Regions from separate parts of the Oryctolagus cuniculus genome. Here all the other regions are linked to region 1. Evidence: chromatin contacts called from public Hi-C and Micro-C data. All regions are on one chromosome and are shown on one strand. Each heading gives the region's core, a stretch centred on a gene start, on an enhancer-like site or on the middle of the called end of the contact. The rest is flanking DNA. Distances are from core to core; before and after follow the strand shown.

What was found. Hi-C and Micro-C count contacts between places; a contact is called where the count stands out from the background.
Region 2: a Micro-C map of ear pinna shows a contact between it and region 1, with 7 times the contacts expected there. The contact joins two enhancer-like sites. A contact is called at or near these places in 5 of 6 Hi-C or Micro-C datasets (ear pinna, embryonic fibroblasts, psoas muscle and 2 more).
Region 3: a contact with region 1 is called in a Hi-C map of embryonic fibroblasts, with 6 times the contacts expected there. The contact joins two enhancer-like sites. A contact is called at or near these places in 5 of 6 Hi-C or Micro-C datasets (ear pinna, embryonic fibroblasts, psoas muscle and 2 more).

Annotation. Positions count from the first base shown.
Region 1 is chr13:54,023,626-54,026,272 of mOryCun1.1, forward strand. No RefSeq gene overlaps it. Among named protein-coding and RNA genes, the nearest start is that of IRF2BP2, 120 kb to the left of the region's middle. Within about 2 kb of position 1,301, at least 8 of the 8 cell types and tissues checked have an H3K27ac peak or open chromatin away from gene starts, as enhancers often do. A contact at or near this core is called in ear pinna, where this site is marked.
Region 2 is chr13:54,352,810-54,355,456 of mOryCun1.1, forward strand. The region is part of intron 1 of LOC103350930 (a long non-coding RNA gene); the gene reads right to left. Among named protein-coding and RNA genes, the nearest start is that of TOMM20, 45 kb to the right of the region's middle. Within about 2 kb of position 1,357, at least 4 of the 8 cell types and tissues checked have an H3K27ac peak or open chromatin away from gene starts, as enhancers often do. A contact at or near this core is called in ear pinna, where this site is marked.
Region 3 is chr13:54,283,516-54,286,162 of mOryCun1.1, forward strand. All of the region lies in intron 1 of LOC103350930 (a long non-coding RNA gene), which reads right to left. Among named protein-coding and RNA genes, the nearest start is that of TOMM20, 110 kb to the right of the region's middle. Within about 2 kb of position 1,361, at least 4 of the 8 cell types and tissues checked have an H3K27ac peak or open chromatin away from gene starts, as enhancers often do. A contact at or near this core is called in ear pinna, where this site is marked.

The DNA.
Region 1 (2,647 bases), core at 51-2,550:
CCTTGAAAGACTCCATGAGAAGTGAAAAATAAACAAGCGAATGGAGAATGCTAAGAGGACAGCTGAAGCAGCCAATGAGGACAGTGTTCTTGTCCCAGGAGAGTGGATGGTGCCCATTCAATAAGCAGAAGGGCACCCTCTGCAGAGAGAGGCTTCGCATAAGGATTGCCACCCCACCTGCAGGTGGAGCACCTGCCGCCAGACCCCCAGATGCTGGCGATGGTGGAAGCTGCCCCCGGCCACTGTGGCCCTAATGAGCCCATTTCAATTGAAATGAGATCAATACTACTCATTTTTCTCTTGCTGGCTCCCGAGTGATTCATGAATCTGAAAACTAGTTCATGAATCAGAGTGGGGGGGGGGGGGCTTGGAGCGGGGGCGGGGGAACATTTGTGCAGTCGGCAAACCTCGATTCCTTTCATGAACCCAGCCATGAGTTGCATAACACTCGCCTGCCTGCTAGTTTAAACCAGTCTTTTCGGAAGCAGCTTTTGGCTTCTCCTTATTCACCTCTTTCCCTTCTGGAAAGGGACAGAGTGGCACTGCGTCCTGATTGTGTGTCTGTGTGTCGCAGTGGGTATCTTTATGCCTTTTGTGTTTGCAGCTGTGGGCATGTCCCTGGTTAAGGGCATGCGTGCACAGACAATAGACTGTGCATATGCTATGTGGCCTGGGTGTGTACCCGTGTGGGTGCATGGATAATGGTCTCTGTGTGCATATCCTATGTGACGTGTGTGTGTGTGTGTGTGTGTGTGTGTGTGTGAGAGAGAGAGAGAGAGAGGCCGCGGGCCCTTTAAACCTGAACGGGAGCCAAGTTCATTTCTCAGCGGAGCTTCATAAGGAAGCACGAGATGGGGCAGTTGGAAACCACATCCCTACGAGTGCTGATTACCGCCTCCGAAGGAAAATGAGATTTTTATCTCACAGGAATTCAGTTATAAAAATAAAATACAGCGTCTGGCTTGATTCAGCTAAATGTGCAAGCACCGGGGTGTTTTTAATTTTGTGGAGAAGCTGGACGAGAAGAATGACCTAAAACATTGCATTTAAAGAAAGTCAGAGTCGAGGGGGCGGCTACAGGAAGTGAGTGGGTGTGGAGGTGTGTGTGTGTGTGTGTGTGTGTGTGTGTGAAGGAGAGAGAGAGAGAGGACATGGAGGGAGGGAAGGAGAGAGAAACCCACCCTGCTGGCAACTGAATGCAGCAGGATGATGTCATTGGAACAGTCGGAGGAGAGAGAAGAAAAACAACTGGGAGCTGTGCTAATCCTGTTTGCTGCCCTGAAGGGAATGGACGGCGGCCAAGGCAGGGAGTTCTGGGAAACCATATAAGGGTGCCAAACAAGCTTTGCCGCCAACATTGGGAACTGACAGCTTTGTTCTTTGTAACTTGGCTGCCGGCCAGAGGCCTCATTTCAGCTCTGCGGCATGATTACCCTGGCCGGCCGCCAGCCCCGCGCTGAGAGCTCCTTTTCTTCTCTCTGAGCTTTTTTTTTTTTTTCCTCTTTCCCTTTGCCAAACATGCAGCCGTTACCATGGCAGTCGAAAGTAAAGTTTAAAAAAAAAAAAAAAAAACACAACAAAGTGGAGAGAGGCACGCCTTTCTCCAGATGTGCCACATGAGCAGAGAGAAGAGCAGTTAACCTGGGCGTGGGGTCCCGGCTGCGCAGCCGGGGCCGGCGGGCGGGCGGGCGGGCGGATGCGCTAGCTGCCCAGCTCAGGGATCAACAGAGCGCGGCCCAGCGTAGCCCGGCCCTGGCTGCGCCGGCGGCGAGAGGCTGGCTCCCAGGCCTTGTTTTCCTTCTCCCTCTTTCTTCCTGAGGCATTGTGGAGTGCGTAATGTGAAACGGAAAATGTCATGATTTCCACTGGGAACGTGTCCACGGTTGGAGAAGGCTCCAGAAAGCAAGCCGGGTTCATAGCGCCTTAAAGGGAGGAGAACGGGCCGGAAGGGCACGGGGACGGACACGGTGGCCCCTGGCGGCCAGGGTGAAGCTGCCCAGGCTCTGCCTGCTGCCGGAGCACAGCGGGGTGCTGGTCTTGGGTTCCAGGCCGTGCGGTGGTTCCGGGTGCCAAGGGAGGCTGAAGGAAGCCAGGGGGCAGGGGCCTTCCTTTTGCCCATTGGGAGACACCCTCTGTAGTGTCTCTTTACAAGGGGACTCTGCGAAGAGCCCAGTCTCCTATTTTTAACCGGGTTCATTTTTCACCTGCTTGGAAAGTGGAACATCTCCCGGGAGGTGACAAGTCGTGACGGAGGCACAGCTCCAAGCGGAAGGTTGGCGGGGGTCCGAGGCAAAGGTTACTACTCAGAAGTGGAGCCTCCTTCGTCAGCGTTCCCCCACCGCAACATCAGATACTCCTCACCCTCCCGTTCAGCAGAGTTCCCAGAAGGGCCTCCTCTGATTCTAGAAAGTGCTGCAGCAGGCAGACTCGGCCGTCTCCTGGACGCTTGTGTTACACACAACGGCCAGGCATAGGCAGGGGCTGCTTTCACAGGGCCTGTGGCCACCTTCCTGTCAAACCCGCTGGCTAGGGGTTCGCTTCACATGGGCCCTGGCCAGTCCTCTGAAGGGGCCTCTTTGCCTCTCGGAGGGAAATGGCTCAAGGTCGCGGAGGGGAAAGTTGGCAAGTCGGCCAGAGAGCTCCCCGG
Region 2 (2,647 bases), core at 107-2,606, 330 kb after region 1:
GACCTTGCTCTCAGGGGGCTGCTGGGGTTTTGCCTTTCATGCTGGTTGTAAGCACAAGCGTTTCTCGGTGCCCACTGGCTGGTTGGGTTTTGGCCTTGGCCTTAGCTCTAGAACAGCTTGGGAGAAACACAAGACCCTGACGTCTAAAGCCTCCCAGTCTAGCAGGCAAATCAAACAGGGCGGCCTGCTGGACGCCCCGAGGCACAGAAGCTCCGGCCGCGCGGTTGTCATCCCTGGCTTTTCAGTTCTACCCAGCACGGTCAGTGAGGAAGCGGAGCCACTCCAGCCTCAAACACAGCCGGTTTACTCCCTTTTGGCCTCTTCATTTCTTATTCTGCACAGTCAGTGTAAATGAGAAAGTGGGCCCAGTCATTTCTAGGAGCAATAAAAGTATGGAACTCTTAGCAAATCGCCCTTAATGAGGCCACATTCCATTCCTGGGTCACACAGAGAAAATGCGGATTGACAGTTTGACTCAGCACCTCTCCTGCCCTCTGGTAGGTGGCCCTTGGGAGCTGCGGCAAAAATGACAAGCCCAGGGCCCAGTGACAGTCAGGACTGCCTTGTAACACATACCAAGAAACACCGGGAGACACCCGAGCCTGGACTTCGCAGACGGCACAGAGCACACAAACACGGTGCCTTAGAATCCTCCCCAGAGGCTCTGTGACTTCAGCCTATCATATGACTTTGTTCTTAGAGCTACATTTTAACTGACAACGTTTAACAACAACTATGACTTATGGCCTTCTAAAATTGGCAGCAGAAAAATGAACTGAGGAAGTAATGGAAAAAAACCACAAATGAAGCCACTCTGTATTATGCACAATTTCTGTTGGGTTCTTTTTTTTTTTTCTTTCTTTCTGTATGTGTGTGTACGTGTGTGTGTGTGTGTGTGTGTTTTCAAATGGTAGAAAATATTTTCCAGATACACTGTCCTGGCGTTCCCAAGCACATATTTATGCCAAGTTTATAAAAAGCAGCTGCAGACAGGGTTGACTGAAAGGCTTGCTCTGCTGTCTGGCTTCCAGAAGGTGCTTCAGTTCTCACTGTGTCACCAGGATGCAGACTTACCTTCAAAACTCGCTGTCTGCAACCTGCATCTGAACAGGAACAAGCCGGTGGCTCAAAGAGACCTGGATGAATGTTCTAAGTTTTCATTATCACACTTCTGATTTGCAAGGTGCTTGAGTCATGTGTTGTTACCATGTTCAAAATCCTCACACAGACACAGAAAGGAAAGTGTTCCAAGATTCGTTTGACAAAAACTGGATGGCTCAGAGGGGCAGGGTGGCGTGAGCATGCCCAGCGGCTTTTCCAAAAGCCCCCACGGGTGGGTTCCTGACAACCTGCCTTTCCATCCACTGGCCCTGGGTTCAGCAAGGTGCCCTCTCCAGTGGCGTCTCTCTTTAAGGCTGTGGGTTCATCACTGCCCACCTCCAACAACTCAGGGACTCCTCAGCAGCTGTCCTCAGCTCCTGCACCCAAATCCTCACTCCCTTGCTGCAGGTTTTCTCACTGGCCTGGGGTGGGGACTCCCTTTACCCCCTCCCCCACTACTGGGATTAATGAAGACAATAATAACCTGCTTTGTAGCTCCCCTGGGGGTGACTAATTGGCTAATCTTGGGAAGGCCCTTTGAAGATGAAAAGCCAGGTATTACTCATGGGGTTGAAGGCATGCACCTGCCCCAGTCTGGGCCTGAGTCAGCAGAGAATGGCCTCCCACCTGCAAGCAAGCTGTGCAGGCCGGCCTGGGCCCCTGCTCAAGGTCAGGGTTGGCCAAACCGAGGTCTATGCAGAGAGCCCCTAACACCTCTCAAGCAAGAGGCCTCGGACGGCCTGGGCAGGGTGAGCCCCTCCGGCTCTGGGAGCTGCCCCATCAGCCTTGTATAGCACCAGAGCCTTGGAATAACTCTGCCAGGAGGTCAGCACACGTCAGGAGTATCAGTCAAGACAATATTTCCTGGTCATTGTTTGGGGAAATGCTTTTCTTTCAGCAAATTCCTCCCAAGCAGCGGCATTTTCTCCTTCCTCTCTCTGGAGTCCAGGGGCAGCTGGTGGGGGCGGTGGGTGGTGCTTTGGGAGCTGAGGTCTGGGGGCAGCTGGGCCTGTCCTCTTCCCTAGCTTGCGTCTCCTGAGCCTGCTCCCCACTTGTCTCTCGGGGAAGAGGAAGTGGCCTCAAGAACGGGGAACCCAGAGGCCCAAGTAAGTAGATTACCGCAAGGGTCCCTCCTGACCAAGCCACCACCCACCCTTGACCCGGGCGAGGGGGATTTTGACACAGTGGCAGCTGGGAAGCCAAGAACAGACTGCCTCTCAGCCCTGCAACTTAATGCCAAGATTCCTGGGCCAGAGACCCTGCTTCCTGCCTCTCTGCACATTCCTGCCATTCCTCCCCTGCACCTTCTCCCACTGCCTCCTCTCAGCTCTCTCCCCACTGCTGTTTTCTTCTTTCTTCTGGAAAACAAGTCACGTGGCCAGAAGGATTCCAGGCACTTCTTTCTCTTTCAGAGGCCCAAAGTCTTATCAGGTTTTCATGGCCTTTCCTTCTCCTGCAGATTATCTGCCGGAATGATGGAGGCCCCCAAAACACCCAGAATATAACCCCCCCCCAAAAAAAAAAAAACAGATGGAAGGACAAGCGC
Region 3 (2,647 bases), core at 111-2,610, 260 kb after region 1:
CGTGGATGATGACCTTTGACCTCTGGCGGCTGCCTGCAATATACTTTCCTGACTCATTTGCATATAGGCTGTTCAAAACCTGCTGGCACATTCATCCTACAAGAAAATCTCAAGACAGAAAGCAGTTTAGGAAGAACTGTTTTTCCCTCCTGTTGTGAGCCTAGAACCTCTTCAATTCAAGTCAACAAGTCTACACTGAGCACCTCCTATCTACCCTGAGTGCCCCGGGCTCTGAGGAGGGCTGGCTTCTGCCCAGAGCACAGGGCCTGGGGCCCAGGACGGCAGTCCTCTGCTCTTGCTCAGCCCTAGCTGTCCTGGGATCCCAACCAATCCTCACCGGCTACCTTGCTGGGAGTCTCTCTCTGCCCTGATTCGGAGAGGGGTGGAGAGAGGCCAGGCAGTGTCCCTCTGACCTCACCCCTTCCAAATTCCAGCAGCAAAAGGACTGAATCAGTCCCCAAAGTGAAAGCAGGTGAAACGAAAGCGTTTCCACTTGTGTGACTAAGTTCTCAATACAAGCTATCCGTGTACACTAGAAATATCATCTGTGGATAACAGCTTAGAGTTGGGAGTGTGTTCTTTGGGTTGGTTTAGACCCCTTTTCACAAGAACACACACCTCTCCGAGGAAGACAGACAACAAGTGCCAGAGAAGGGAGGCTGGGAGGTCTTGGGCCACGCTGTGGGGTGGGGGCGCCCTGGGCGGCCAGATGCCTCTGCCCCCTCCATCCAGCTGGCTCCTGCTCAGGCCCATTTCACATCTCCAAGGCTTCCCGAGGGTTCCTTTTTCTCTTTCTATCAGGACGAGTTTCCCAGACTTCTCATGGAAAATCCCTGAGCCGGCCACTTCCTGTTTTTATTGTGTTTTCCTCCCCCACTCATAGACCCTTTGACCTTTTGTCCTTTGTTGTGATTCTCCCTCTCCAGGGCGCCCAGGCTGAATCCCAGCCCCAAGGAGTCCTTAGCCCGCGTGGCCACTGAGGACAAGCAGTCTGCCTGCCCAGCCCGGCTCACACGCTGCGTGTGCTGAAACAAAGCCTTTCTCCCAGGGCTCTCAGAGTTGCTTCCTCTCCTGAAAATGGGGTGCTGGCTTTGGAGATGCCCGCTCGTCGTGAATGTGAGTCTTGATCACCATTGAGTCCTGAAGCTTCTGGATCCACTTTTAATTGGAGCTAGGAGTTTTTTTCTGCTTTGTTTTGACCACACTTCTATCCAGGAGTATGCCCTGTTCTTTTTCCTTTCTACTGTTTGTCCCCTTCCTCTGGGCCCTGCATTCCTGGCATATTTGGACAGAGCAGGGCTGGCCTGAGGCCACTTTTCTAAGTATCTTCTCAGTCCTACAGTCCTGCTTCCAACACAGTCTCTTTGCTTTGTTTATTCTGGACTTCCCACTCCCAGGCAAGTGCCAGATGCGGGGCAGGACCATGGAGTCAGACTTCCACAGACACCAAGGCACAAACAACTGAGCCACGGTCGCCATGGGTAGCGGTGCTCAAACAAGCTGGCTGGAAACTCCAGCCCACAACCTCCAAAGGGGGAACATGCAAAACGATCAGACAAAGGAGGGGTTAACCTTGCGCCGCCATCTTACGGGGAATTTCCCCCCAACACATTTGGCAAAGTAAAAGGGAAGAAAGAATCCCGAACTGTGAGTCCCCCACTGCCCTCGATGAGTTCTGGAGCACCGGCCCACCGTGGGGGTCTGGTTACAGGCTCGGAGGTCAGCACTATTTTCTCTCGGCCACTGTCTCCCCGGGTGACCTTTGCTAGGACAAGCTCCTCGCTCAGCCTCCACGTCCCCTCTCTGGAGGTGCCAGAGACGGCTGTACAGCGTGGGCGACATCAGGGTGCTTCCGGCCCGAGTGCAAGCCAGCAGCACCTGCCATGACCTCATGTTCCGTGGAGCCCCGCTAGGCCTCCCTTAAATCTTACCTCGAGGAAAGGTCAACCCAATTCAGATCAGAGGAAAATCTGAAGTTTACTCTATCCTCTAAATTGTTTTCAAGTTCCCATGGGGGAAAGAGATTGATTCATTTTGTTAATAAGCAAAGGTCTTATTTTTCCACCTTCAGTCGTATAAACGTCAAAGGGGGGAAAAAGCCTTCGTATTCAATCAAAAAACAGTTCCAGCATTTTTAAAAAGTCAAGTGGAGATAAAACAGATGATCCACCAGAAGGGGGAAAAAGGAGGCTTAGCTCCAAAGCCATCATACCTTAAATTATCTAATGTTTAACTCCCTCCACAAAGCCCTCCTGGAAGTGTTTGCCTGTGTTCAAGAACAGTTAGCAGCGAAGGCAAGAGCAACAGCCTTGATCCTTCTAGGATTCTTGTAACTTTGGATGAATGAAGCCACTGGACTAAGAAAGCTGAGGAGGATGAGGGAATGCACTTACATGGAACCATCATACAAAATCCACCCCATGTTCACAGCAACATTATTCAGTAACGGCCAAAGGTGAATTCGACCTAAAGGCCTAGCAGGTAAGTAGATGAATAGATGCAAGGATGAATGGATTAACAAAGTATGACATAGGCTGAATATTATTCAGCCTTAAAAAGGAAGGAAATTTATGTATGTATGTATTTGAGAGACAGAGTGACAGTGACAGAGGAGAGGCAGAGAGAGAGAGAAAAATCTTCCATCTGC